Regions from separate parts of the Sus scrofa genome. Here regions 1, 2 and 4 are each linked to region 3. Evidence: chromatin contacts called from public targeted proximity ligation data. All regions are on one chromosome and are shown on one strand. The core of a region is the stretch at or near the end of the contact, and the rest is flanking DNA. Distances in the headings are between cores, read along the strand shown. Region 1 holds the start of TUBA8 (tubulin alpha-8 chain). Region 2 holds the start of PEX26 (peroxisome assembly protein 26). Region 3 holds the start of IL17RA (interleukin-17 receptor A). Region 4 holds the start of USP18 (ubiquitin specific peptidase 18).

Evidence for each region.
Region 1: a targeted proximity ligation map of alveolar macrophages shows a contact between it and region 3. A contact is called at or near these places in 1 of 5 promoter capture datasets (fetal liver) and 1 of 2 datasets of targeted methods (alveolar macrophages).
Region 2: a targeted proximity ligation map of alveolar macrophages shows a contact between it and region 3. A contact is called at or near these places in 3 of 5 promoter capture datasets (fetal liver, fetal skeletal muscle and liver), 1 of 47 Hi-C or Micro-C datasets (embryonic fibroblasts) and 2 of 2 datasets of targeted methods (alveolar macrophages and skeletal muscle).
Region 4: a targeted proximity ligation map of alveolar macrophages shows a contact between it and region 3. A contact is called at or near these places in 1 of 47 Hi-C or Micro-C datasets (heart right ventricle) and 1 of 2 datasets of targeted methods (alveolar macrophages).

The regions. Positions count from the first base shown.
Region 1 is chr5:70,152,171-70,158,469 of Sscrofa11.1, reverse strand. It overlaps TUBA8 (tubulin alpha-8 chain), which reads right to left and starts at 4,219. Exons shown (of 5, transcript XM_003126597.6): 1 at 3,979-4,219. The coding sequence starts at 3,981.
Region 2 is chr5:70,130,999-70,138,215 of Sscrofa11.1, reverse strand. It overlaps PEX26 (peroxisome assembly protein 26), which reads right to left and starts at 5,192. Exons shown (of 5, transcript XM_003126596.4): 1 at 4,366-5,192; 2 at 3,148-3,288; 3 at 2,406-2,701; 4 at 55-201. The coding sequence starts at 4,580. It overlaps MICAL3 (F-actin-methionine sulfoxide oxidase MICAL3), which reads left to right and starts at 5,247. Exons shown (of 40, transcript XM_021092508.1): 1 at 5,247-5,439.
Region 3 is chr5:69,459,498-69,466,037 of Sscrofa11.1, reverse strand. It overlaps IL17RA (interleukin-17 receptor A), which reads right to left and starts at 4,758. Exons shown (of 15, transcript XM_021092984.1): 1 at 4,360-4,758. The coding sequence starts at 4,509.
Region 4 is chr5:70,180,034-70,186,378 of Sscrofa11.1, reverse strand. USP18 (ubiquitin specific peptidase 18) reads right to left here and starts at 3,058. Exons shown (of 11, transcript NM_213826.1): 1 at 3,005-3,058.

The DNA of each region.
Region 1 (6,299 bases), core at 2,970-5,469, 690 kb before region 3:
TTCCCGATTGCTTCCTCAGCTCATTATCTGGGAGAAATTCTAACAGGAAGACATCAACAGTACTGCCAGCACCCTGGGTGGCCAGAGGGAAAGGAGCAGTGGGTCCACTCTGCGCCCCCAAGAATGTCATATCCTCCCACCCACTCCTGTCACTAGCCCTGTACTCACCAGCTCTTTCCTCCTTAAAAATTATTTTACCTTCTCATCTTCCGCCCAAGGTCATTGAGGAGCCCCTTAGCAAGGACACAGTGAGAGAATTAACGTCTGCTACTGATTGGAGCCTGGGGGTGGGGGCTCCTCCGGGGAGATGAGAAGGGGGGTCAGGCAGTGCCCTGCATCCCCTCTGAGGGGCTCTGAGTCAGGCTGTAAGCCATGCCCGCCTCCTCATGGCAGCCTGCAGCCCCGCTCGCCCCCAGGGCACTCTCCCCACTTCCACAGGAACATAGGCTCTTTGTTGCCTTCTGATGCCAATTCCCATCTGAGCTCCAGCTGTACCCCCCACCCAGAGGGGTGCAGGGAGGGAGGCTGTGCAGCAGAGGCGTTCACCTCCCCCTGAGCCCCAGAATCACTGACCTGAGCTTGGCTTGGGGCAGCTCATACCTAAAAAGATGACACAGTCTCAGTCCCCAGGAGAACAGCTTACCAGAGAGACCCAGTTCCAGGATGAGTTCTAAAAGCCTCCCCCAGAACTTACAGAAATGCTAGTTCCCATCCTCCTCAATGGGGCAGCCTCACCAGCCCTCAGGAGGGAAGTCCAGCCTGCTGGGGGAAGGAAAGTCCTTGACACAACGATGGGACTCTTTGGGCCAGGTGTGCACATGTGTCATCCTAACTTTTCAGGGACAAATCAAGAGTTTTTTGGTTTTTTTTGGGGGGGGGGTTGTTTGTTTGTTTGTTTTGGCCATGCCAGAGACATGTGAGAGTTCCTGGGCCAGGGACTGAACCATCACCATAGCAGTGACAACTCCAGGTCCTTAACCCGCTGAGCCACAGGGAACTCTGCACGTCAGAGGTTTTTAAAAAGAGGTTCTGTGAGTTCGAAATGATCAATAAAAATGTTTTCCCATCAGGAAGAGCACCTATGTACATAAATGTTCCAAATAGAATCTGCTATATAAAATTCAGTGTTTCAAAATAAAGTTATCCTCTTCAAAATAGTCATAGCTTTTCAGTTAAACATCCAAAGCCTTTAGCTCATTTAAAGTTAAGATTTTACTGGAGTTTCTGTTGTGGCACAGTGGAAACGAATCCGACTAGTATCCATGAGGATTCGGGTTTGATCCCTGGCTTGGCTCAGTGGGTTAAGGATCCAGCGTTGCCATGAGCTGTGGTGTGGGTCGCAGCCAAGGCTTGGACCCCACATTGCTGTGGCTGTGGCGTGGGCCAGCAGCTCCAGCTCCAATTTGACCCCTAGCGTGGAAACCTCCATATGCCCCATCTGCGGCCTTAAAAAGCAAAAAAATAAAATAAAGTAAGGTTTTACTTTATTTTTTTTTTTTTTTTTTTTGGTCTTTTTGCCTTTTCTAGGGCTGTTCCCACAGCATATGGAGGTTCCCAGGCTAGGGGTCTAATCGGAGTTGTAGCCACCGGCCTACACCAGCGCCACAGCAACACGGGATCCCAGCCTTGCCCGCGAACTACACCACAGCTCATGGCAACGCCGGATCGTTAACCCACTGAGCAAGGGCAGGGACCGAACCCGCAACCTCATGGTTCCTAGTCAGATTCCTTAACCGCTGCGCCACAAAGGGAACTCCTACTTTACTTTTTAATTTACTACGTATTTTCAGAAACCTGCCTATTGAATGTACATCGAAGTTTGCTGAGAGGGTTAATTACATCTTAGGCTACCCTCTGAGAGTCACTGTGGCTCTCAGGTCAGAATTAAAACATGCAAGAGATAACACTTTGAAAATTACAAAGCACTAACTGTGTACTAGATATTATAAATTTTTTTTTCTTTTTAGCACTGCGCCTGCAGCATATGGAAGGCCGCAGGCTGGGGTTCAAATCAGAGCTGCATGGCAACACCAGATCCAAGACGCATCTGTTACCTACGCCCATAGCAGTGCAGGATCCTTAACCCACTGAGCCAGGCCAGGGATCAAACCCTCATCCTCACAGAGACAATGCTGGGTCCTTAGCCAGCTGAGCCACAACAGGAATTCCCAATTCTATAAATATTAAATATCAAATCTTGAGTATGCTGCTTGGGATTTGCTTCAAAATAACAGGCAGAGAGGGAAAGGGGAGTAAATGAAACAAGACTCATCATAAGTAAATAATTGTTGAAACTGGATGAGGCATACACAAAGGTTCATTATAACATTTTCCCTTCTTTTGTATATGTTTGAAATTCTCTGTCATAAAAAGGCTAAAATAGGAGTTCCCGTTGTGGCTCAGTGGGTTAAGAACCTGACACGTATCCATGAGGATGCTGGTTCAATCCCTGGCCTCGCTCAGTGGGTTAAAGATCAGGCATTGCTGCAAGCTGCGGTGTAGGTGGCAGATTTGGCTTGGATCTGGCATTGCTGTGGCGTAGGTGTAGGCGGGCAGCTGCAGCTCCAACTTGACCCCTGGCCTGAACTTCCATATGCTGCAGGTGCACCCTGAAAAAAAAGAGAAGAAAAAAGAAAAGTAAAAAGGCTAAAATAATAAAGCTAGGTAGAGCTTGGAAATTAGAAGTACAAGCCCTCTCAATTTGGTAGGGAAAAAAACCACTCCAGAGAGGTTAAGTAACTTTCTTGAAGGCACACTTCAGAGCCAGGAGCCAAAATTCTGAACTCCCAATTCTGGGCTCCTTCTAAGGCAGGAATGGGTTTCTCTGGCCACTACCCCCAGTACCCCAGGAGCCTGCTCTGGGGAGGGAAGGTGTGGGACAGACCTGGAGCTGGAATCAGCAGAGCTGGGGCCAGAGCCAGGGGCCCTGGGCACTTTCCAGAATGAGCAGAGGCACAGGGAAGGGAGGTTCTCATTTGCCCTGCTGGTCACTGACACTGGAGCAGGAGAGCCCAGAGAGCCTGACCTTGGCCTGTGAGACAAGCTCACTCCACTCCCTTCCCCCACCCAACCTTTCCAACCCTCTCTCTGCTTCCCAGACACCAGGACTCTGGAGCGGGAGATTTCTGGGTTTCCAGGCTTTCCGGGAAATGGTTTGGAGGCAAATTTTACCCACCTGGGACACAGGGGGTGAAGGAAGGACTTCCAGAGGGTGAAACTTTAGAGTGGGGAGAGGTTGCCTCCAGCAGTAAGATCCGTGTTGGCCAAGGGGATGGGGGAGGAGTTTCTAGGCCAGGGTAGGAAACAAAACAAGAGGTCTGAAACCCCCTGGCCTTCAGGAGGGAGGCTTGTGTGTGCCAGAGCCGGTGGAAAAACCAGGGCGTTGGAGCTGGGAAGCTGAGCGGGCTCTAGCCCTAAGTGCCCCAAACTCGAGCCAGATGAACCGGGAAGGGAAAGGAGAACGCGGCCCCTGGGCCTGCGGCGGGGGGGGCTATGACTCCTTAAGTCCCCTGACTCATTCGGGTCTCCATCACGGCTGGTTGGGTTTGGGGACCTGACTGCGCCCGCTCCCCCAGCCACCCGGCCCAGCCCACCCGTTGGGAATCCCTGGACCAACCCCTTTCTTCCCCACTCGGGTCCCTCAGAACCTCACCTCTTCTGCGCGGTGGCCACCATGTCCCCCTTCCCCTCACTTGCGTGCGCAAATCTCCCTTGGATCCCTTTGAGGGGCGACTCGCCCCAGGCTCTACTTTCACTCTATGATAAAGGGCATTGGCACCGGGTGTCCTCCGCCCCCTCGACCCTGAACTAATCCCCCCTCCCCCAGAGACTCCGAGTTCCGCAGATCCAAGGCGATGGCTTTCAGCTCCCACATAGACGCAGCCTCTGGGCTGGGCGCCGCGCACCCCAACCCCGCGCCGAGTTCCCGGCTCCGCTCCCCAGCCCCCGGCTCCGCGCCCTGGCCCGGGGAAGGCTCACCATCGCGGCCGCTCTCCTAGCCCGCTCGCTCCCGGCTGGGCCTGCGCACCCCAACTGCTCCAGATACAGCCGCCTCCGCTGTTGTGACACCGGGCGGGAGGGGGGCCCGGGACAGACATGCTGGGACAGCAGCTGCCCTGCAGCATCACAGTGCCCGCGGAGGGAGGGACCCAGCAGGTCAAAATTGCTCCTCCCCGCCCACTCTCGGCTCGGGTTGTGCTGGGCGCCGCCGCACGTGGAAACTGCGCTGTTGGGCTCCTGGTTCCTACACTACACTCTGTAGGAGTAACCTTTGGAATCCCAGCTGCTTAGGAAAGAAATGTCACAATGCTGTTAGAATAAATGTTCTCCGCTTCCCAAACTTTTACCCTCTTCCTGCTGCCAAACACACGGGGGAAGGACTGGCCCAGGCAGAAAAGGCACCTGGTTGGGGTTCGGTTTGCTGCAGTCACCCCCAGCCCAGGAGAGTGCAGCGCCGGGCTCCCGGTGGGAAGAATGGGCCCCAGGCTGGCTCTGCTGTTGAGCCTGTGCTTGGGGAATCGGCTGCCCTGAGGCCTGTTCCTCCTCCATCAAGGCCGCCTGGCTGCTGGGGAATTAAATGAGATAACGAAGGTCCTCTGTTCCTATTTCTACTTCCCTGTCCGTGTTCGTCACCCCTCCACCACTGTTTCCAACTCTCTTTCATCTTTATCATCACTCCCTCTCCTGCTTTTAAGCCCAGGATGTGCAGAATGATCGTCAGGGTTCCCACTGCTGCTTTGCTCAGTAATAGGACCTCCTCCTGTGGCCACAAGTGATGTTGAAGGGCCAGGAGTTTGCCCTCCTCGCTGGAGCCATGGGGACAATGGGTCTGGCACTGGTAAGGGGCCCTCTCCACACTTCAGATTTTGGCCACATTATTAAACTTCCCTCTACTTTCCTCTCCCCTTCCCAGGTTAAGGGTGAGCAGGGCCACCCTTGGTCTCACTGCAAACTTCCCCACCAGAGGCAAGGCCATGCTGTCTTGTTTTCCACTCTCCTCAGGCCCCAACCACCAAGCCCCATGTCACTCCAGGCAAATCCATGGCTTCTCCGCAAGGTACTACCACTCAGAGACGCTCTGGCCAAGCGTGGTGACTCTCCACGTATCAAAACACAAACAGCAGATTCACCTTCCTTCCCATTCCTGACAGGGGCCACCCCTGGCCAGTAGAGTGAGAACAATTTTTCTTTATTTTATTATGTAACAGTTTGTTCTGCTGAGTACTCGTTCGTATATTTTCATACCTATACTATGAGTTTCTAGAGGATATCATCTTTGCATTAGAGTCCCAAACAATGCTTTGCCCATGGATATATACAGTCCTTAGTAAAGTAAGGTGAATTTTGTCTGTCTTATGATGTAAGATCGTAAAAACTGAGTATTGTGATTAAGCTAACTTCCATCACATGGTAAATGCGCAATAAGAATGATGACTGGATTTCCCACTGTAGTGCAGTGGGTTAAGAATCCAACTGCAGCAGCTCAGGTCACTGTGGAGGTACAGGTTCAAGCTCCAGCCTGGCACAGTGGGTTAAAGGATCTGGTGTTACCACAGCTGCAGCATAGAATTCAATCCCTGGTTGGGATTTCCATATGCCACAGGAGTGGCCATTAAAAAAAAAAAAAAAAAGATGACTATTATTAACTATATATTTCTCTTCCGAACTCCTGAAGCATATTCTATTACTTCTTCCATTACATATATCACTTTCCACTTTGGATTCTTGGTAAATGTAAGTGGGCATGTGTTTAAATATACCTACGAAACTAGATCACCTTGCAGGCAGAGGTTATTATTCATCTTATTCACCTCTCCCTCAAAAATAGCTAGTCAAGTGCATCAGTGATGCTCAATAAACATTGCCGAGTTGGAGTTCCCTGGTGGTTCAGCAGGTTAAGGATCCAGCATTGTCACTGCTGTGGCTTGGGTCGCTGCTGTGGCAAGGGTTCCATCCCCGGCCCCAGAATTTCACATGCCTTGGGCCCAGCCAAAAGACAAAACTTTGCTGAGTAAATTGATTTTTTGAGGTCTGTGAACCACCAGATATGTTATGAACAGGTTCTTCATGTCTTGGAATAAAAATGATAATGACAACTCTGGTGATTATGATGGCATTCGGCAGATTCATTATATTCCTTGAACCTCATTATCTTTCCTCTTTATGGGTTTTAGGGCTTGAGGGAGCTATGACTACACCATAAATGCTGAATATGGCATCTTTTGGTTCCAGTGAGATAAAAAGAAGGGTAGCTGGCATAGGCTGAATTATGCTCCTCACCCCCAAATTTAGATGTTGAA
Region 2 (7,217 bases), core at 3,943-6,442, 670 kb before region 3:
TCCAGCTCCTTCCCACCCTGGAGGGTGCGAAGGGGAGCGGGCATCTTCACTCACCCGGATCAAACCTCACGACCAAGAGGCAGAGCAGCAAGGCAGCCAGGAAGCTTCTTCTGAAGGGTAGAGAAAAGAAGTGGCTCACTGCAGAGTCCCACAGCTGGCGGAGCAACGTCAGTAGTGACAGGAACTTGTGGGTGGAGGGGCCTGGCCAGGGAGACAGAGCATAATTTCAGGATAAGAACCAGCTTCCCTACTCTGACCTTTGGGCTTGATGAGAGTCGAGCAAAGGGTAACAAGACTGGTTTTCTCAGCCAGTTCAAAAAGTGGCTCCGGGTTTGGAAATCCCAAAAGATGTCTTAAAGACAGACTACATAACTAGAAGATCATCATCTTAGGAGAGGACTTTGACAGAAACGTCTCCTCAGCTGGGGATATCAGGCACATCTCATTACTTTACAGCAATCTTTCTATTTTGGCCTAAGACATAGGCACAGAGTAATACAGAGCAGTAGTTCCTGATGATGGGTTAATGCAGAAAATACAGGGCACCTAACAGGTACAGTGAGGAATTTCAGAGCCCTGGACTATGAGTACAAACATGAAATGCCCTCCTAGCCCTGACAGAGCACCTCGTCCCCAGGCAGTGGACAGGCAGGGGTTTGGGGAACCACACAGTTGTCCCTGAAGCCAACAACCTGTTTGCAAAGAAATGATCCTAACTTAGCAGGTCCACGTTTTTTTGTTTGTTTGTTTTTTTAGGGCCACGCTCGCGGCATATGGAGATTCTGAGGCTAGGGGTCGAGTCAGAGCTATAGCTGCAAGCCTATGCCACAGCAGCAACACCAGATCCAAGCCAGTCTACACCACAGCTCATGACAATACCAGATCCTTAACCCACTGAACGAGGCCAGGGATCGAACCCGCAACCTCATGGTTCCTAGTCAGATTTGTTTCTACTGTGCCACGACGGGAACTCCAGCAGGTCCATGTTCTTAAGGACACAAAAACACTTTGGACACAAGATCACAGTCTCCTAATGGCTGAAGGCCTTTCATGCAAAAGGGATTAGGCCTATTCTACATATTACCAGCAGAAAAAACAAGGATCAGTACATAAAAACCGCAGGAGAGAAACTAACTCAGCATCAGGAAGAACTTCCCTACAGAACAGCCCACGGGTAGAACGAACTGCTTCAGGAGACACTGAATTTTCTGTCCTTGGAAGTACACACACATAGACAGATGATCACTCAAGGAAAATAAGATGAAAAGGATTCAGGGGAAGGGTCTGGAATAGAGGACCTTGGAAGTCCCTTTGTAACAAAACAACCCCACCGCCCTGTAGGTGCCAGCTGGGTGCATGGTGTTGGGTCTTTATTTATTTACTTTTGTTTGTTTGTTTTTATGGCCACAACTGCTGCATATAGAAGTTAGTTCCTGGGTTAGGGGTCGAATCAGAGCTGCAGCTGCCAGGCTATGCCACAACCAGGGCAACAGTGGATCCAAGCCACATCTGTGACCTACACCGCAGCTTGCAGCAATGCTGAATCCTTAATGCACTGAGGGAGGCCAGGGATAGAACCTGTATCCTCACAGAGACAACGTTGGGTTCTTAATGCTCTGAGCCACAACAGGAACTCCTACAGTGTTGAGTCTTGGGGTGGTTTCCATCATTTGTAAAACTGCATCCTAATGGGCAGAGGTGGGCTGGCCCTGAATGAGGGCAGAGATCAATGATGGAAGAAGACACTGAGAGATCTGGTGAGTAAAGGCAGACAGGAAGCTGGGTGGGGGCCCAAACTCAATCTCCTAAGTCAAGTTAGCAAGTTACCACACTGTCAGCTGTTTATTTTCCTGTAGGCACCCCAACCATACCTCATCAGTGTCTCTATTTGGGCCCCCTTTTATTTACTTATTTGCTTTCTTAGGGCCAGCACTGGCGGCATATGGAGGTTCCTAGACTAGGTGTCCGATCAGGGCCACAGCTTCGGCCTATACCACAGCTATGGCAACACTGGATCCTTAACCCGCTAAGTGAGGCCAGGGATCAAACCAAGTCCTCATGGATGCTAGTCAGGTTTGTTAACTGCTAAGCCATAACGGGAATTCCTGGGCCCCCTTTTAAAGGAGTAACATCCTACCCGGGCCACCTACCTTGGTGGTGGCAAAAGATCTAACGATAGGACCTCAAGCAGAAGGTGACTTTCTTTCAGGAGACAAAAGTCAAGGATCTGAGACCTGTACCACTTACCTTCCCTGACAACTTCAGAAGGTCTGGGCTGGGCTTTCTAAGCAACTTAACAGGCTTCTCATTCTGTGATCTCATACAAAGTTACCCATACAAAGAATTGCGCCCAAAGTCCGAGAGAAAGCCCACAATTCAGAAGCCACAGAAGAATAACATCCTACCTTCCTGGTTAAGCTTCTGGGCCTCCTCTGAGCCAGAGTGTCTGTGTTTCTGCTGTTGCCTTGCCACACTAATGGCCTGAAGTGCTTCCAGCCGCTGCTCCTCACTGAAGGCTGCAGAACCCACCACTAGCTCTTCAGCCTCCGACAAGCAGCCCAAAGGAAACAGCACCCGCTGCAGGTGAAGTTCTGCTAAGGTTCTGTACTCCGGAAGGCCCTGATTGTCGGGGTCTCGGAGCCAAGTGCTGACTGCATCCAGCATGGCTCCAGGCTCTTGCATTTTGCTGTATAAAAGAACACTGCAGCCCCATGTAACCCAAGCCCCCAAAAAGAGGAGTCAGTGCTTCGCAGTTTAATTTCTCATAACCACCACACTCCTCCCACCCAGCCCCTCCCTGTGGGATGGTGACATGGCAAGAATCAGGAGCTCTTACTTAGGAGCTTGCCATCTTAGGGGTAGCAAGAAACACTCTCAGCTCTGACACCCCCACTCCTGTCGTCCCATTTCACGTCTCCTATTCTTTACTTTCCCCCTCCCCCACTCCTAAATTCCTCCGTCCTCATCATTTATTGTTAGGGTTTCAAGTCTAGGGGTAAGAAAAGAAACATGAAAAGAATTAGATTTGGAGGGAAATAGTAGGGAAGGGGGAAAAGGAGCTATCAGGACTGATTTGGGAAAGGACAGGAAAACCCTCTTGCTCCTGCACTGACCCAGTGGGTAAGCGGTAAGGACCTAAGGACCTACCACAACTCCAGGACTTTGGGGGGCAGCTTCTCAGGAATCTGGTAATACTGAAGAACCCAAGACAGGACTTCCCGCCACCGATCCATCTCCGCCAGGGCCTGGATTCCCACAACACAGAGAGAGCATTTCACCTCCAAGGAGCTGTCAGGGAAAAGCCAATTCAAGTTTAGAAGCGGTTTCCCTGCATTGCCATTGCCACCTCCACCTTGGGACTCTTCTTCACCAGCTCCCAAATTCAGCAGTCGTCACCTCTACCCTCCCACCGGTGTTCTAGTGGACCTCACAATTACAAGTGGTCTTCTGCCCCCAAACAAGAGAAAACTGCCCTTTTCCCAGGAGCTAAAAGTTTCTCTAAATCTAGAAGCAAATCAGCAGCTGCCCAACACACAGCTCTGTATGCAGTTGAAATGTGGATTAATGAGCAGGAGGGTTCCTTTACTTCTTAGGTGAAGAGGACAAGAAACAGCATAGATATTTGGGTGGGAAGAGAGGTGGAGCTAAGAATTTGAAAGGTTATAGCCTCAGTACAGGCACAGGAACTCCACTACTGGCCTCCTAGCACCACCTACAGAGGCACCTCCAAGCACCCAAATCAAAGCCTTCAGCATTTATTCACCAACCCCCTGAACACACAGCCAGGGCTCCCCAATTCATTACTCCCTGGGGTCAGCTTTGACTACTCTACCCACCCCCTCCCTAGTGTGGCCTAAGCCAACCTTACAATCCACAGAGAAATTATGCCTTCAACTACCAGAGAGGACGGCAGCATTAGAAAAAGCAGCGCAAGACCAAGGTTTCTAATTCTTTGATCCGACCCTTCAATAGAACTGGAACACTACTCCTGCCCTGAACCCCATCCCCACTCATCAGCCAAAGTGAGAAGGGGACAACTCAGTGGAGGGTGTACCTTCGACAAGCCTCCCACCACCTGCTTACTGGAGCAACTGAACAATACAATCCTGTCTTCCCTTCATGTCATTCTGCCCTGGAACAGGGAGAAAGAATTGGCTGTGGGTTCCCACTAAGCCCTGTGACACGACTCAACTGCTTCCTCCTCAACGGGCAGTGCCTCCCCTTTCTCCTCAGAAAATGGGCACAAGGTCAGGCACCCCTGAGGAAAGCAAGGAGTAAGACTTCCGCCAACAATCGGAGGGCAAGAGTCCTGGGGACTGGTGCCCCTCCCACCGTCACCCGAAGGGAGCCGAGCCCAGCACGTACGCGCCCGCGGGCTCCTCCGCCAGGCCCTGCCACGCGCGTTCGCAGGTGCGGAGCGCCGCGGCAAAGTCCAGGTGCACCACCAGCAAGTCGGCCGCCTCCTCCAGCAGAAGTGCGGCTGCCGATGGGGCCGGGGAGGAGCGCACCGGCTCGCTGCTCCGCAGGGGGCCCCCAAGCCCCCTCAGGGGGGCTGCAGAGGTCGCGGGGTCACTCCTCATAGGCGGGCGCCGGGCGACCGCCCTCTGGGGGCTGCAGGGTGTCCGGTGCGGCCTGGGAGAAGAGAGGGTCCTCACAGCCTGGCCCACGAACCGCCCGAGGCCGCAGCCCGTAAAGGAAAGATTGGCGCGGCTGGGCTTGTCTGCGGCTCCAGCGAGGGACAGCCTGGCACCCTCGGATATGCAGAGCACTGCGTCCCTGGAGACGCAGCCTCACGACAAGGACTGGAACCCCCGAGCCCGGGAAGGAGTCTGCCCCGACCCTCTCCAGGGGCTGAGCCGCCGCCAGCGGCGCGGGAACGTGGGCGCCGACAGCTTCGCTGCGCGCGCAGAGCGGCGCCCGGCGGCGCGGGACACTCTGGGAGTTGTAGTCTTGCTCCTGGAGCGGCCCCGCTCCGGGGCGCAGATGGGGGGCTTCGGACTACAAGCCCCGGCATACGGCGCCCCAGAAGCCGTCACAGTCGGAGGAAGCCAGCCGACCCAAGCCGCGGGCTGTGGGAGGTGAGGTGGGTACTTGTTGCGGGCCGAGGCTCTGGCCTCCGGCTTCTCTAGCTCCTGGATTCTGTAGGGACACGGCTCCGGCGGCGAGCAGGAGAGGGCGTCTGTGAACCGCCTCCTCCCGGGCCCCGCCCAGCACCCGTCAGTCCTTCCTTCTTTTGTTTTGCTGCCGGTCCCACAACTGGCAGGTGGCAAAAACACAGCCAGCCAAGGGCAGGAGCTTGGCCACCGCGCTCTGCCGGATGGGCTGTGTCCGCTTGTGTCCAGGGATCCACACTGAGCCTCCGTGTCTTATGCCAGATAGATATTCCGTGAAAAAGCCGTACAGTGTGTAATGCAGTTTACAGTAAAGGACTGAGTCAGAGTAAGTATTCAATACGTCCTGGCTTTAATAGTAATTATTAAGTAATTTTACACAGATACAGAAGTTACATTTATTATTATATTCTGTGCTTCACTCAGGCTTTGAAGAGCCTCCTAGGTTTGTGCTAAGCCCTGAGCTTCAGTTCCTCCCAGTTCCCTACCATTTGCACTCTCTCCAAAACGTTGCCCTTGTGATTAAATCGGACAGGCCAGGCACAGGGTCAGCACCTGCCTGCCTCAGCATCCCCTTCCATGGTCACCAGCCAGGGCCTTCCACCCTCTGCAAAAAGTCCTCCTGGAAAGCTGAGGCAGAAGCACAAAATCCATCAGACTCTGGGGATGAGAAGTGTGGACCCCATAATGGCATAAGGTGATAAAGCCAGGACTTCACTTTTTCCGTGGATATTTAACACCTACTAAGTGCCAGCCTTGTTCTAAACACTGAGGATCCCACATGAACGAAGGAGACAAAAATGTCCTCCTTTGTGGAGCTTCCATCATAGTGAAAGAGGGGAGCAAAATTAAAAATAAATACAGTGGTATGTCAGATGGTGATAAATGCTTAAAGAGAACTTGGATGTGACAACAGTGACTACGTTTAACTTTGTTTTCTAGCAGTAAATCCAGGGTTGAAGTAGAGCAGAGAGAAAATGTGCTTTTCATGCTCAGAACTAGCCTCCATTGGTGAAATCACTGCCCTTGGGACCAACACATACTTGATGTCCACCCTAAGTCCCCCTTTCTCTCCAGGCAATATTCTTCCCACAGAGCAAACTCCACTCTGGAAAGTGAATTAGTTCAAGGCTGAATTTATCAAAATGTTTTATCTGTTCTGCCTCAGATTTGACAGCCAATAATGAAGATCATTAGTAATAGCATAATTACTGGACTGTAAACAAACAAAAAACTGTTTCTCAGAATTGGCTTATAAGTCTCCCCTGAAAAATCAGAAAAGCAGTAGTAGCGTCAGAATACAGACCTGACCAGGCCTGGGCCAGTTGAGACTGGCAGGACCAGGCCTCTGCCTCCAGGAGCACCACTTCCAAGCTTTTGCTGCCAGAAAAAGGCCCCTTCCTTAATCCTAGAGAAGGTTCTTGCTCTGCCCAGGATTTTCCAGGAGATGGCAGCACAGCCTTAAAAGAAGCAAGCCTGCCAGTACGTGCAGTGCTGTGATCCCTAGAATGAGGTCAAGATATTTAAAGAAGTGGGAGTTTGCAAAAAAAAAAAAAAAAAAAAAAAAATATGAAAATAGGATTTTTCTATTTCTGTGTTTCGCCCAATCTCTGACTACCTGGGCCTACGCAGTGGTCTCTCTGTCACCACTACCCCTTAGCACTCTTATGCCCACCAGCTGATTCCCGAGTAACAGTGCTGACATAATGGAGCCAGACCATCTAATGAAGCCAGACCATCTCAAGCTAAGACACAGCAGTCCTAATTTATTCCACCTGAGGGACAGTGACCAAGTGTCTTAATGTCTCAGGGCTCATGACTCAAGCTATGAAACAGCCTTCCCTCCCTCTGGTATAAAATAAGTGGTGGTGGAGTTCCTGCTGCAGAGATTGGGGTTCCATCGCCAGCCCCGGGGCCGTGAGTTAAGGATCTGGCATTGCTGCAGCTGTGGTGCAGGTCACAGCTGTGGTGCAGGTTGCAGCTCTGGCTCGAATTCGATCCCTGGCTTGGGAACTTTCATATGCCTCTGGTGCAGCCACAAAAAAAAAAAGAGAGAGAGAGAAGTGGGAACAAGGCAGTTCTTTCCAATCTGAAAGCCCTGACCTG
Region 3 (6,540 bases), core at 3,509-6,008:
TGATGGACTCTCAGATAGTCAAGGGAAAAACATATGAAAAATCGGATAGAAAAAAACCCTAAACTATGGAAACACATGGAAAGTTATGGAAGTGAAGAATTAAATCAAGTATCATCTATAGGAGGAGAAAGAAATTATACCAGAAAAGCAATATAACCTAAGTACACATAATTGCCTAGGTAGTGAAGATTACTACTTGTTATAATAAAAACACGGACCATTGAGCAAACTGAAATTGTGATAGGACCACAGTGGGAAGCAGTAGGAGTAGGTAATATAGGACATTTAAATTTTCTTCTATTGTTAGTCAGTAGGTAAGATCTAAAATTTACAAATTAAGAATAACAAAATAGGAGCTCCTATTGCAGCTCAGTGGTTAAGGCATCTGACTAGCATCCATGAGGACGCAGATTCGATCCCTGGCCTTGCTCAGTGGGTGAAGGATCCAGCGTTGCTGTGAGCTGTGGTGTAAGTCACAGATGTGGGTTGGATCCTGTGATGCTGTGGCTGTGGTAGAGGCCGGCAGCTACAGCTCCAATTCAACCCCTAGCCTGGGAACCTCCATATGCTGCGGGTGCGGCCCTAAAAAAGCAACAAGACAAAACAAACCCCCACAAAAAAACAAAGACTAGCAAAATCAGTATGTTTAGAAGTATGGAGACAAATGCCAGAAGAAACACTAGAAGATGTACAAGTGACATCTTTTTTGGACAACAGTTTTGGGGGTGGCGAGAGTTGGGGCAGCGATCTGCTGAGTTTTGTTTTAAATATCTTTGCGCCATTTTCTTTTTTTTTTTCTTTTTCTTTTTACAGCTGCACCTGCGGCACATGGAAGTTCCTAGGCTAGGGACTGAATCAGAGCTGCAGCTCCTGGCCTATGCCACAGCCACAGCAATGCCAGATCTGAGCCACACCTGTGACCAACACCACAGCTTGTGGCAATGCCAGATCCTTAACCTGCTGAGTGAGGCCAGGGATTGAATCCAAGTCCCCACAGACACCATGTTGGGATCTTAACCCTCTAAGCCACAACTGGGAACTCCTGTACTATTTTAAAAGGATCATCACAGGAGTTCCAGCTGTGGTGCAGTGGGTTAAGAATCCGACTGCATCAATCCCTGGCCCGGCACAGTGGGTTAAAGGATCCGGCACTGCCGCAGCTGTGGCATAGGTCCCACCTGCAGCTTGGATTCGATCCCTGGCCTGGGAACTTGTGAGTGTGGCAAAAAAAAGTCATCATTATTACCTCGATGATAATTAATTAAAAGATAGAATTTCATCTATGATGTTACTCTAAAGGAAAAGATTAAAAAGCGAGATAGACAAATGAAAATATTAATTTGTTTAGGGGAAGGAATAGCAGATTTTTCCCTTGTATTTAATTTCTAGATGAGATACATTAATGTAAGGGTTTTTTTTTTTTTTTTTTTTTTTTTTTTGTCTTTTTTTGCCATTTCTTGGGCCGCTCCCGCACCATATGGAGGTTCCCAGGCTAGGGGTCTAATCAGAGCTGTAGCTGCCAGCCTACACCAAAGCCACAGCAATGCAGGATCTGAGCCACGTCTGCGACCTACCCCACAGCTCACGGCAACGCCAGATCATTAACCCACTGAGCAAGGGCAGGGACCGAACCCGCAACCTCATGGTTCCTAGTCGGATTTGTTAACCACTGTGCCACGACGGGAACTCCTTTTTTTTTTTTTTTTTTTTGGCTGCACCTGTGGCATGCAGAAGTTCCTGGGCCAGGGATCGAACCCTCGGCATAGCAGTGACAACTCTGGATCCTTAACCAGCTGAGTCACCAGGGAACTGCAGATGTAAAGTTAAGAACGTAAAAAAGGCATTCAGGGTCTTTTTTGGATTCTAGAATAGATCTTGTTTTATTCTCACCCACAAATCACCTGTGATTTCCTGACTTCAAATGCCCACTTCAAAAGTAGTAGGATCAGAATATTATTTATGAGCTTGAGAAGAGCTCTATGTCAGCTCTCCTGAAGAAATCCATGGGGACACGTGGTGATGACAATGACAAGGGTGAGGGGGCGCTACAGTCCCCATGCACAGTGATGAGGAGTGAAAGAAGGGCTCAAAGACTGACTTCCACTCCCTGCATTTCCCAGACATCACCAAGCACCTGGTAAAGAGAAGGGGGCTGGGAAGTCCCACACACAGCCCTGCTTTGAACCACTTTGGCCAGTCACCTAACTTCTCCAAGACAGGGTAATGGTGCCAGCTTGCTGAGAGCTCTCGATGTCATGGCACAGAGGCTGGCGCAAAGCCTGGCACGCCCAGCCCCACAAGCCCCTAGCACATCCAGCGTGTTATGTGGTCTCCCTGTAACCTGGTGAGGACAGGGTGGAGGGGAGACTCAGGGTCCCCTGGGTTTTGAGGTGCTGAATCCAAGCAGCCAGGGGCAAACTGTGGTGGTCTCTGCCGATCACTGATCTTCGGGCAGAGCTGCCATGCTTCACCACTCACCCTCTCCTCCTTCCTTCCACTCCACAGATATCTGTCCGTGCCCAAGGCCTGTGCCTGCAGCACTGGGCTGTAGGTAGTGAAATCAGGATTGCAAACCCAAGTCCTCTGAGGTCCAGTGCGTGGCTTTCCCTCCGCCACTATGTGGTGTTGCATCCACAGAAACACCAGCAGCAGAGACATCTGGAGGGCTAAGCCTATCTCTTTTCCAAGACACTAATCACTGAACAGGGGGCCCATGGCCCTGGAGTGTCTGTGCGCCAGGTGTACGGGAAGCAGGTGGGAGGAAGGGACAGCCAGGGAGACAGACAAATCTGGCCAAGTATTCTTCTCTAGTGCCCCCTGCCGCCGCCCCCCCTCCCCCAATGAGGCTGAACCTCTGCTCCACTGAGCAGCTGAGGTCACACCCTTTCAGTCCAGCTCAGTGGAGCCCTGCCCTCCATTTCCAGCTGCATCTCTCTCTCACTTTCCTGCCACACACACCCTCCGCTTCTCATCCTGACCCCCTCTGAGGCCTTGGCTCAGCTCTTTCCATGTCATGGAGAGCTCCAGATCTCTGCCTTGAAGCCTCCACCATCCCTCAGGGCTGCGCAAATATCCTCTCTGCCCAAAGACCACTCGGCTGGAAGGAGTGTCTCTTTCCCAGATGGAACGTCGCACTCGCACTGGCTGTACAAAGAGCACTGGCCACAGGCTGGCTGGCGCTGCAGTTGCCTACTGCTGGGTGATTCACTGCCCTGGTCATCAGGGTTCAGGGAGTGTGTCTTTGCCATTTCAGTCCCTTGTATTTTGCAGACACCTGGTAAATGGTCATCAAAACCTGAACCTGGGTCCTGGACAGGAGATACTTCTACATCCACCCCCGGGGAAGGACCTGCTGAGCGTGTGTCCCTGCTCTGCCCAGGAATGGGAGTCACGAGGACATTTCCCAACATCTTCCATGTTAAGAAAAGTTTCTGCTAAATGGTCACTGGCCCTCTACCCCACCCTCTTGTGGTAAATCCTCCACAAAATTAGATGAGAAATACAGCTTTAGTGTTTCACATCCTGTGACTCAGAAACTGAGCGTTATTTCTTAGGGTCAGTGGAAGTGGGGGGGCAGGCAAAGCAAGACGAGCCAGGGGAGAGGACAGCATGGCCGGGAGAGGCTGTGTGCCCAGCACGGGGGTTCTTTTCTCTGAAGGGCCGCCTCCACCCCAAGGCCACTACCGGCGGTGGGTGTGTCGATTCCTGTGGGCACAGCAGGGCAACTGCCTGGCGGATTTAGACCCGCAGGACCCCAGACCCAGGTGGTGGGGGCTGGAAGGGCGGCATCCTACCTCCCCCCAGGGCTCGGCCAAAGGGATCAGCAAGTTGCCCGGACAACTTTTCGCGGAGGGTGCCTCCCGCAGCGCCGGGGCCGGAGCGTCGGGGCTGCGAACACGGGATCCCTAGGGGCGCGAGTTCCAGTGGAGGAGGGCTCGATGACCCCGGCCGGAAGCCGGTCCAGTCCCGCCTTGCCCTCCGCAGGCCCCTCCCCACCCTCTTCTAACCAGCCCGCCTCGTCTCCGGCCGGCCGCGCCTCCTAGTCCTTCCCCAAAGTGTGGGGCCCAGCGGAGTTGCCACCCCTCCCGCCGGGACGCCGGCTCCTGTTGTGCAACCCGCGCTGCGCGATCTTTCCCCGAAAACCCCGTCTCCCCCGGGTCCACACCGCAACTCCCGCCGCTCTTGGGAACCCTCCCCAGGCCGGCCCGCTGTTGTGCCCAAGCCTCGGACCCTGGAGACCCCGAGCAGACTTCCTGCCCACTCGGCGGCCCCGCGCCCTCGGCCCTCAGCCCTGGGCCGACCCCTCCCCACCTGGCAGCATCCTCGGCCCCCGCTCTCGGGTAACGCGCCGAGTCTCACCTGCTGGGCGCACACGGGTGCCGGGTGGTCCAAGAGCCTCGGGGCGGCGCGACCCAGACCCAGCGCGCGCAGGAACAGGAAGAGGAGCAGGAGAAGCAGCCCCAGAGGAGACCCCGGGGACAGGCGCTGCCCGTGTCGCAGAGGCCGCATGGCCCCGGCCCTTCGCGGAGGGCTGCCGCCCGAGCTGGGGGCGCAGCGAGGGCGTGCCCCGGGCTTCCCCTCGGCCGAGTCCCAAGTCGCCTGCTTCCGGCTTCCAGCCCTGCCCCCGGCGGGCGGCGCGGAGGGGAAGGCTCGGGCCGGGACAGTCCTTCCACGGGTTCCTCCCAGACTAGCGTCCCAGGTGCGCGCTCCTCCCCGGCTCCTGCTCGCTCCCCTCCCCGCACTCCTCTGGCTCCTCCCCAGCTCCTCTCCGGCTCCTCCCCGACACCCCCAGGCCCCTCCCCGTGCTCCTCCTGCCCCGCCTGCGCTGCGAACCCCAGGCCAGCGTCTTCTGCACTCCAGCTCAGCCTGCTCGCGTATTCCACCCCCGCTCTTGCCGTCAGCCGGTAAAACTCTAACCCCTTCCCCTTGAGTTTTCTTTTCCGTCAGAGGAAGTCCTTTCCCGCAGTCCCTGTCTCTCTCTATCCTGGCTCTTTTCCCCCGATTTTGCTCGGCTTCGCTGGCTTTGCCGCCTCCTGAGGCAGGGACAGCTCTGCGCTCCGACGCTGGATCCGAGCGAGGGTTGGTGCGCTAGCCCTCAAGCAGCTGCGCGGGCTCTGGGCCTCATCTGCTCTCGGCCTTCTGTGCCCCCAGCCGAGCCGGCGTGTTCGCCAGAGACACGCTCCACGTCTGCTGAGGGTCCGCCTGGCTGCTCACCTCTACTTAGTTCCCTTCCCGAGGAGCCTGGCTTTGGAGCGTGCGCACTGAGTCCACTCCTTCCCGGTCCTGCAAGACCCCCAGTCCCCCGGGCGGCCTCCTTCCAGCCTCGGACCCTGCCATTTCATCCTACACGCTGACAGTTTTGTCTCCGGAAAAGTGCGCTTTTCACCCTTTTTCTTTCTTCATCCTAAGCCCACCGTCGGCTGCATTTCCTTCCCTGTGAACTCTGACCGCCGCTGCTGGCCTCCGATGCCCGCTCTTAGCTTTCTGTTATGTGGACAGACCGACCTGTGACCGACCTAAGATTCCGTGATACTTGACCCCAAATATTTCAGCAAGCATCTCCTAAGAGGAAGGACAGTTTGCTACCTGAACATAACACCTTATTACACCTAAGAATTTAACAATAACTACCTAAGTTCAGCTCATATTCAGATTTTCCCAAATGTCCCAATGTGTGGAGTTTTTTGTTTTTTGTTTTGTTTTTGTTTTCGGCTGCCCCTCAGCATGTGGAGTTCCCAGGCCAGAGATCAGATCCGAGCCACAGTAGTGACCTAAGCCGCAGCTGCAGTTACATGAAATCCTTAACCCACCGTCCCAGGCCAGGAATGGAACTTGCATCTTGTGCTCCCAAGACGCTGCTGATCCCTTTGTGCCACAGCGGGAACTCCTGACCCAACTATTTTTATAGTTGCTTTTCATAAACCAGGGTTCACTTAAGTTTTACATACTGCAGGAGGTTATGTTAGGTCTCTTTAAATATAGGACATTTCCCTCACCATTTTTGTTTTTTGAAAGGGCGTTGAATACTTCATATTTTCTGTTTGTCTGGCGGTTTCCTCCTGATGTCTCTTTGTGTGATTTTTTTTCTATTTCCTGTACTTCCTGTAGGATGGAAATGAGGTTGAATGGCTGGGTTTGATTCAGGTTAAACAGTTTGGCAAGAGTCTGTCTATTTTGTGTGACATCACATCAGGAGGCCATGAGGTCAGATTGTTTATTATTTGTTCATTTTGGGCAGCTTTGTTGAGATAGAGTCACATACCATATGATCGAAGTGTACAGGCTGTGTTGAGAGTCACAGGTGTGTAACCACCCCCACGGTCTGTCTCACTATAATCCACCCTGAGTCCAAACACTTGGTTGCCGTGGTGACCAGCAGAGTGACGTAATTGCATGAACTTTTATTGGATTCTTTAGCCAACCCCAGCCTGAGGCCCCACACTCAGAAAGACCCTGGTTGGAGAGCTTGAGTGTGTCCATGAGATCTATGACAGGTTCCAGCGGGGTGGGGAGGGCGACAGAAGTCAGATCCCAAGGAGG
Region 4 (6,345 bases), core at 1,809-4,308, 720 kb before region 3:
CGGGGACTAACCTCTGGAGCCGAGGATTCGGTGCCCAGCCCCCACCCAGGCGTCTCAATTTTGGTGACTGTGCCCGTAGTTCAGATGGTCCGTTGGGTTCTTGATCGTTTTTCCGTACTCCGACTTACTGCTACACTCTTCTCTGCATCTGGAGATTCCTCCGGTTCGTTTGATCTTTCCCCCGGTAGGAGACTTTCCAGGGTGCGGGATCCCTTTCTCCTCCGCAGTTCCCTTTCGGGAGCGCCCGTCCCGCTCGGATTCACCTTCTCTCACTCTCCTCTTTTCTCCCGTTCTGCCCAATAATGTCACGAACTTCTTGCCGTTATTGGAGTTTAGGTTCCTCTGCCAGCGATTGGTTGTTGTTCTGTGCGAGTCATTTCTTCTGTAGATGTGCTTTTTTTGTTGTGTTTGTGGGAGAGGGCGAGCGTGTCCCCCTACTCCTCCGCCATCTTGTCCTCGGTCCTGTACTCAATTTTGCGGTGAACCCAAAATGGCTCGGAAAAATAAAGTCTACCGTTTTTGTTTTTTTAGTATTAGTTCCAAAGAACTAAACTAACTTAGCTCCCACCCTGCCCCAAAATTTTACCCTTAAAGTAAGTGGGAAATGTGACTGATAGAAAACAGCTGGCTTAGACCTGCCATAATCAAGGCCACAGAAACACCAGGGGCTTGGGAGAAACAGTTCAAAATATGATGCAGGAAACCTGGGCTGGCCCCAGTCTCCCACTGGGCTCTTTCCTCACCACTAAATGCTCTGCAAGGAAAACTCACTCTGTCCTTAAAGACCCCAAGAGGAACAAAGTTAACTCCCCTGGAATGTGATACAAGCCTCAGTCTTCCAAACCCAACCCTCCAAGACAATAGATTCACACCTCATTCTTCATGTCGCATGTCTCCTGGGTAATGGCAGTGTGCTGGGCACACAGACTATTCCACACCGGTTGAAACCCAAAGAAGAGGGGATCTCGAGCTATTCTTTCCAGAAGAAAGAGTACACTTGGAAGACATTAGAGCCGACCTTCTCCCAGGCTGTGTCTATGTCCAACTTTTTCCCCTTTGCAAGCCCATCATTGTGTAACAGCGCCCAAACTGTGCAACACATTTTTAAAAGTGAAAAAACAAACAGAAAACCTTTTTTTCGGTTCTTTGATAGTGACCCAAAAATCAAGATGGAGTTTTACCCCTGTGTTAGTCTACGAGCCATCTGGTTCCCAGACCACCTAGGCATCGAACCCTCTGCCTCTCTCTCACAATGTAACACCAAAAAGAAATGTTTTAAATATTTGCCCAGGAGTTCCCATCGTGGCACAGTGGTTAACGAATCCAACTAGGAACCATGAGGATGCAGGTTCGGTCCCTGGCCTTGCTCAGTGGGTTAAGGAACCGGCATTGGCATGAGCTGTGGTGTAGGTTGCAGACGCGGCTCGGATCCCACATTGCTGTGGCTCTGGCGTAGGCCGGTGGCTACAGCTCCGATTCGACCCCTAGCCTGGGAACCTCCATATGCTGTGGGAGCAGCCCAAGAAATAGCAAAAAGACAAAAAAAAAAAAAAAAAAATTTGCCCAAAACAACTTTAAAGTTTAACTACGTCAACACTGTCAAGTATGAAGTTAAAGGCTCTGCTTTAGTCTTCAAAACACTTGGAACCCAGATTTTCAGGGGTCATAGAATGGAGTTTTAGGGAGTTCCCGTCCTGGCTCAGTGGTTAACAAATCCGACTAGGAATCATGAGGATGAGGGTTTGATCCCTGGCCTCACTCAGTGGGTTAAGGATCTGGCGTTGCCGTGAGCTGTGGTTGTAGGTCACAGAGGCGGCTCGGATCCCGAGTGGCTGTGGCTGTGGCTATGGTGTAGACCGGCAGCTACAGCTCCTATTGGACCCCTAGCCTGGGAACCTCCATATGCCGCGGGTACAGAAAAGCCAAAAAAAAAAAAAAAAAAGGAATGGAGTTTTAGTTTTAAAGGACTAAATTTAGCTTTCTTCCAGGAAAAATAAGGGGAGGTGGTAGGAAGGGGATTAAGCCTAAAGTACTCTGACTTCCACGATTTAACAAAATCTTTTCAAATTTCTCAATTTGTATGCCCACCAATCCAGCCATTCCACTTCTAAGAATTCTCCACAAATACACTTGTATATCAACACAATTGTGACTATAAATGGTACTCACTGTTGCATCATCCATACCAGTAAACACTGGAAAAAACCTAAATGTCCATGAATTGTTTAAATGATGTGGTTCTCACATCATGTACCAATTTTTAAAATGACGTTGACATATCTATGTATCTATATACCTTGTGAGAAGTGGTTGTCACATCATGTCTACTTTTTTAAATGACGTTGACATACTAAACATCTTGAAAATATCACGGTATTTTATGGCCATCTACCGTTAGGTGGAGAAAAATGCAAATTACAAAACGATTTTTAAAACTTATGCCTATGAAAATTTCTGGTAAGGTACATACAAAAACGACACTGAGTTGGCGATTAAAAGAAACTTTTTTCTACCTCACATATTTGTCTGCATTTTTTGGATTTTTTCCTTAAAAAAGCTTCCAACACGTTTGCAATTTCTTTTTAAATTAAAAGCAACGTCGTGCAAAACGCCCAAATAAATACATCATCGTAGGAAAAATTCACTGATCCAATATAGGCATGTAATGAATACAGACCATTATTAAAATCTGCAGAGCCCAAACAAATGGCTTAATTAATTATCCAGGTGGCATCTGAGCAGAGCTCCGTTCTATCTTCCCTGGAAAGAAAACTTCCAAAATTAGCACCAAACTTGCCTCAAGCGCCTCAAAGCCTTAGACCGGGGCTGCTAAGGTGGGTTCGGGGGAAACTTAGCAACCGCGGCGTCGGGTCCTCAAAGCGGTGGCGGCGCAGGCGAAGCGGGCGCAGCGGGAGGGGAGCGCGGAACGCGGAGCCGCTTCTAAACCCAAGTCTCTGTCCCCGCGCCTGTGTCCCCACCTCGGCTCCAGCGCCTCTGTCCTCACCTCGGGCCCCACGCCTATGCTCCTGCGCGCCGTATGCCTCCGTCCTCGCCTCGGTCCCCGCGCCTCTGGCCCTGCCCGCAGAGCGCCTGGCGCCAGCACCTCTGTCCCCGCCTACGCCCCGCCTCTGTCCCCGCCCCTGCCCCGCCTCGCCCTCCCCTACCGCCCAGCTTTCGTTTCCCGCCAAACCGAAAGCGAAACTCAGCGGAGGCGGCGCAGCAGGTGCTTCGGTTCCCGCCCTAAGCGCGCGGATCCCGTGCGGCCGCTGCCGGTTTCGCTTTTAAATGCGTGCGCTGCTTCCAGCACTAGCAGTTTGCTGGCGGTCCCTAGAATACGCGCTGCTTTTGACATTTTAAGATCCCCGTAGATATTAGGAGGCGCCTTACAGCTGGTGTTTTGTATTACACGTGGCAGCATTTTTGTTTGTTTTTTGACTCTGTAGTATTTCTTTAATTGGGTGTCAAAATCGATGGCTTGTAGATTCGATGACGTAAGGCCCATGGGTACATATCCGTTATCCTATCGTTCTGCTCGGAGGGGAGGACTCGCGCGTGAAGCAGTACAGATGGGGAAAAGAAACTGAAGTAGCTCTTCCTGGTTAGAACAACATACACTGGATTCCTGATATAGGCCTGGCTCGCTACTAAGCTCTAAACCTAATTCAATCTATATGACAGCCCTTGACATAGGCCTTATTTTTATCTCACTTATATTACATTTCAAAGAGGTTAAGTGACCTGGAAGTGTTGGAGCCAGGATTCCAGAGGAGTAGTTTTTGGTTTTGGTTTTTTTTGTCTTTTGTCTTTTTGCCTTTTCTAGAGCCGCTCCTGCGGCATATGGAGGTTCCCAGACTAGGGGTCCAATTGGAGCTGCAGCCGCCAGCCTTCACCAGAGCCACAGCAACGCGGGATCCGAGCCTTGCCTGCGACCTACACTACAGCTCACGGCAATGCGGGATCCTTAACCCACTGAGCAAGGCCAGGGATCCAACCCGCAACCTCATGGTTCCTAGTCGGATTGGTTAACCACTGAGCCACGACGGAAACTTCCTCCAGAGGAGTCTTAATCTTTGATCTGAAGTCCCACTGCCACCAGTGTGACTTTAATTTCACCCCTTCAAGCAGATCGTGAAACTAGGGGCTCACCAGGTGGGGGTGTAGATAAGGTTAAAGGACAGATGGACACTTGCACGCATGAAACGCTCGTTACCTCTTTAGAATGCACTTGACACGTGTAGCCTCATGTGGGAGGGGCGTCTCACATATGTAGACCCATGTGGGTAGGGGCAGAAAGTTCCCTGCTGGGCAGTGGTAGAATTGTAGGGGAACAGAATGGAATTGCCTCAAGTGCTCAGCCTTTTGGAAAGCCATTGGCTGGCCAAATGTGAGGGTGAAAGGCTCCAAACAACCCCAAAGCTGCCAGGGCCTCTCTGAGGCTGCAATGGGTCTGCAATGAGGTGATCTGTTCACCCTGGCCTGGCGTGAAGATACATGCGTCATAACACACATGGGTGTGTGTTAGGGACATGAACACAAACACGAGTATCCGTGCAGCACATACCCGTCAGTGTTCAGGAAGGTTGATATTTACTCTTCACGCAAGCTAAGTCTTCCCTTCCCTTCTTTCCTGCATAGAGAGCAAGAGAGTGCACTGCCCACACTTCCTCTCTGGCCTGGGCTTGAGTGCATGGAACACAGTGCTTTCTCAGATACACGGCGGAGAGCAGAGCAATCGGTACAACCGACATCACAGGTCGGTAAACAGAACCTCTGCCCCTGGTGAGGGCGTGAGGAGAGGGTGTTGTAAATTCAGTATAATTTGCTAAACACTTCAAGTCAGTAGAATTCCAGAAAACAGCTGTATTTGCCTTCAGTGATTCTTAACTAATGCTACTTGTAGTCAATTAGTTCATTCTATTTGAACCTTGGTAAGGCAGTTGAGCAAAGGAATTGGCATTGCTGCCCAGGGTAGACTGGACCAGGGTCAGGCTGGAGGCTGGAGGCTGGGCTACATAATTCAAGGATCCGTAAAAATTGTTATGAGGCCTGGGCAAGATCGTTTGCCCCTTAGTAGGGACACCCTGTGGCATATGGAGCTACCAGCCCAGGGATCAGATCTGAACCATAGTTGCAACCTACCCCTCCACAGCTGCTACAACACCAGATCCTTAACCCACTGTGCCATGTGGGGATCAAAACTGTGTCCTGGCACTCCAGAGACACTGCTGATCCCATTGTGCCAACCTAAGAACTCCTCAAAAATTTTTAATGTAAAAAATTATATGAGTGAGTAGTTTTCTTCTGAAGACCAACAAGAGTGTGCTCTTGGAAAGCATTGGCTGAAAGAGTTCTCAAAACCATGCAAGAGAAAGTTTAAATTGAAACTACATAATACCTGTCTCAAAACAGTTTGGGCCCTGAGAAGCATTTTCTGAAACTTGCAAAGTATACCTGCCTATTTGGGATATTTTTAGTTTAGTTTCACTGAAACCCTCATCAACTGGATTTCTTTCTCTTTTTCCTTTTTTTTTTAAATTTAATTGCAAGAAGCCATACCTGACCTCCTCACTTGAAAATTCCCGGAGTTGCTGTCATGGTTCAGCAGAAATGAATCTGACTAGTATCCATGAGGATTTAGGTTCAATCGCTGGCCCCACTCAGTGGGTTAAGGATCTGGCATTGCTGTGAGCTGTGGGGTAGGTCGCAGACGCGGCTCGGATCCCGAGTTGCTGTGGCTCTGGCGTAGGCCAGTGGCTACAGCTCCAATTAGACCCCTGGCCTGGGAACCTCCATATGCCACGGGAGCGGTCCTAGAAAAGGCAAAAAGACCAAAAAAAAAATTTAAATACATATGTTAGCAAAGAATTCTACACCTTGACCAAGTAAGATTTTATTCCAAGAACACAAAGCTGGTTCAATATTCAAAAATCAATAAAATCCACCATATTAGAAGGCTAAAGAAGAAAATCATGTGATCATATCAACTAATGGAGAAGCATTTCACACAACTCAGCTCCTACTCATGATTTAAAACTCTTGAGAAACTAGGAGCAGAGGGGAACCTACACACTATATAAGTCTATTTACGTTATACTTTCAAAGTGACAAAATTATAGAGATGAACAAGAGATTAGTGGTTGCCAGTGGTTAAGGGTGCTTAGGAGAGGAGGAGAGGGATATTTTCCATGATGAAACAGTTTCTTGTCTTGATTAGTGTGTGATTACACAAATCTGCACATTATGAAATGGCATGGAGATACACACACATGGTGCCAACATCATGTTCCTGGTTGTGAGGGTACATAAACTGCTGTCAGTAGAGGAAACTGGGTTAGGGGTACACTC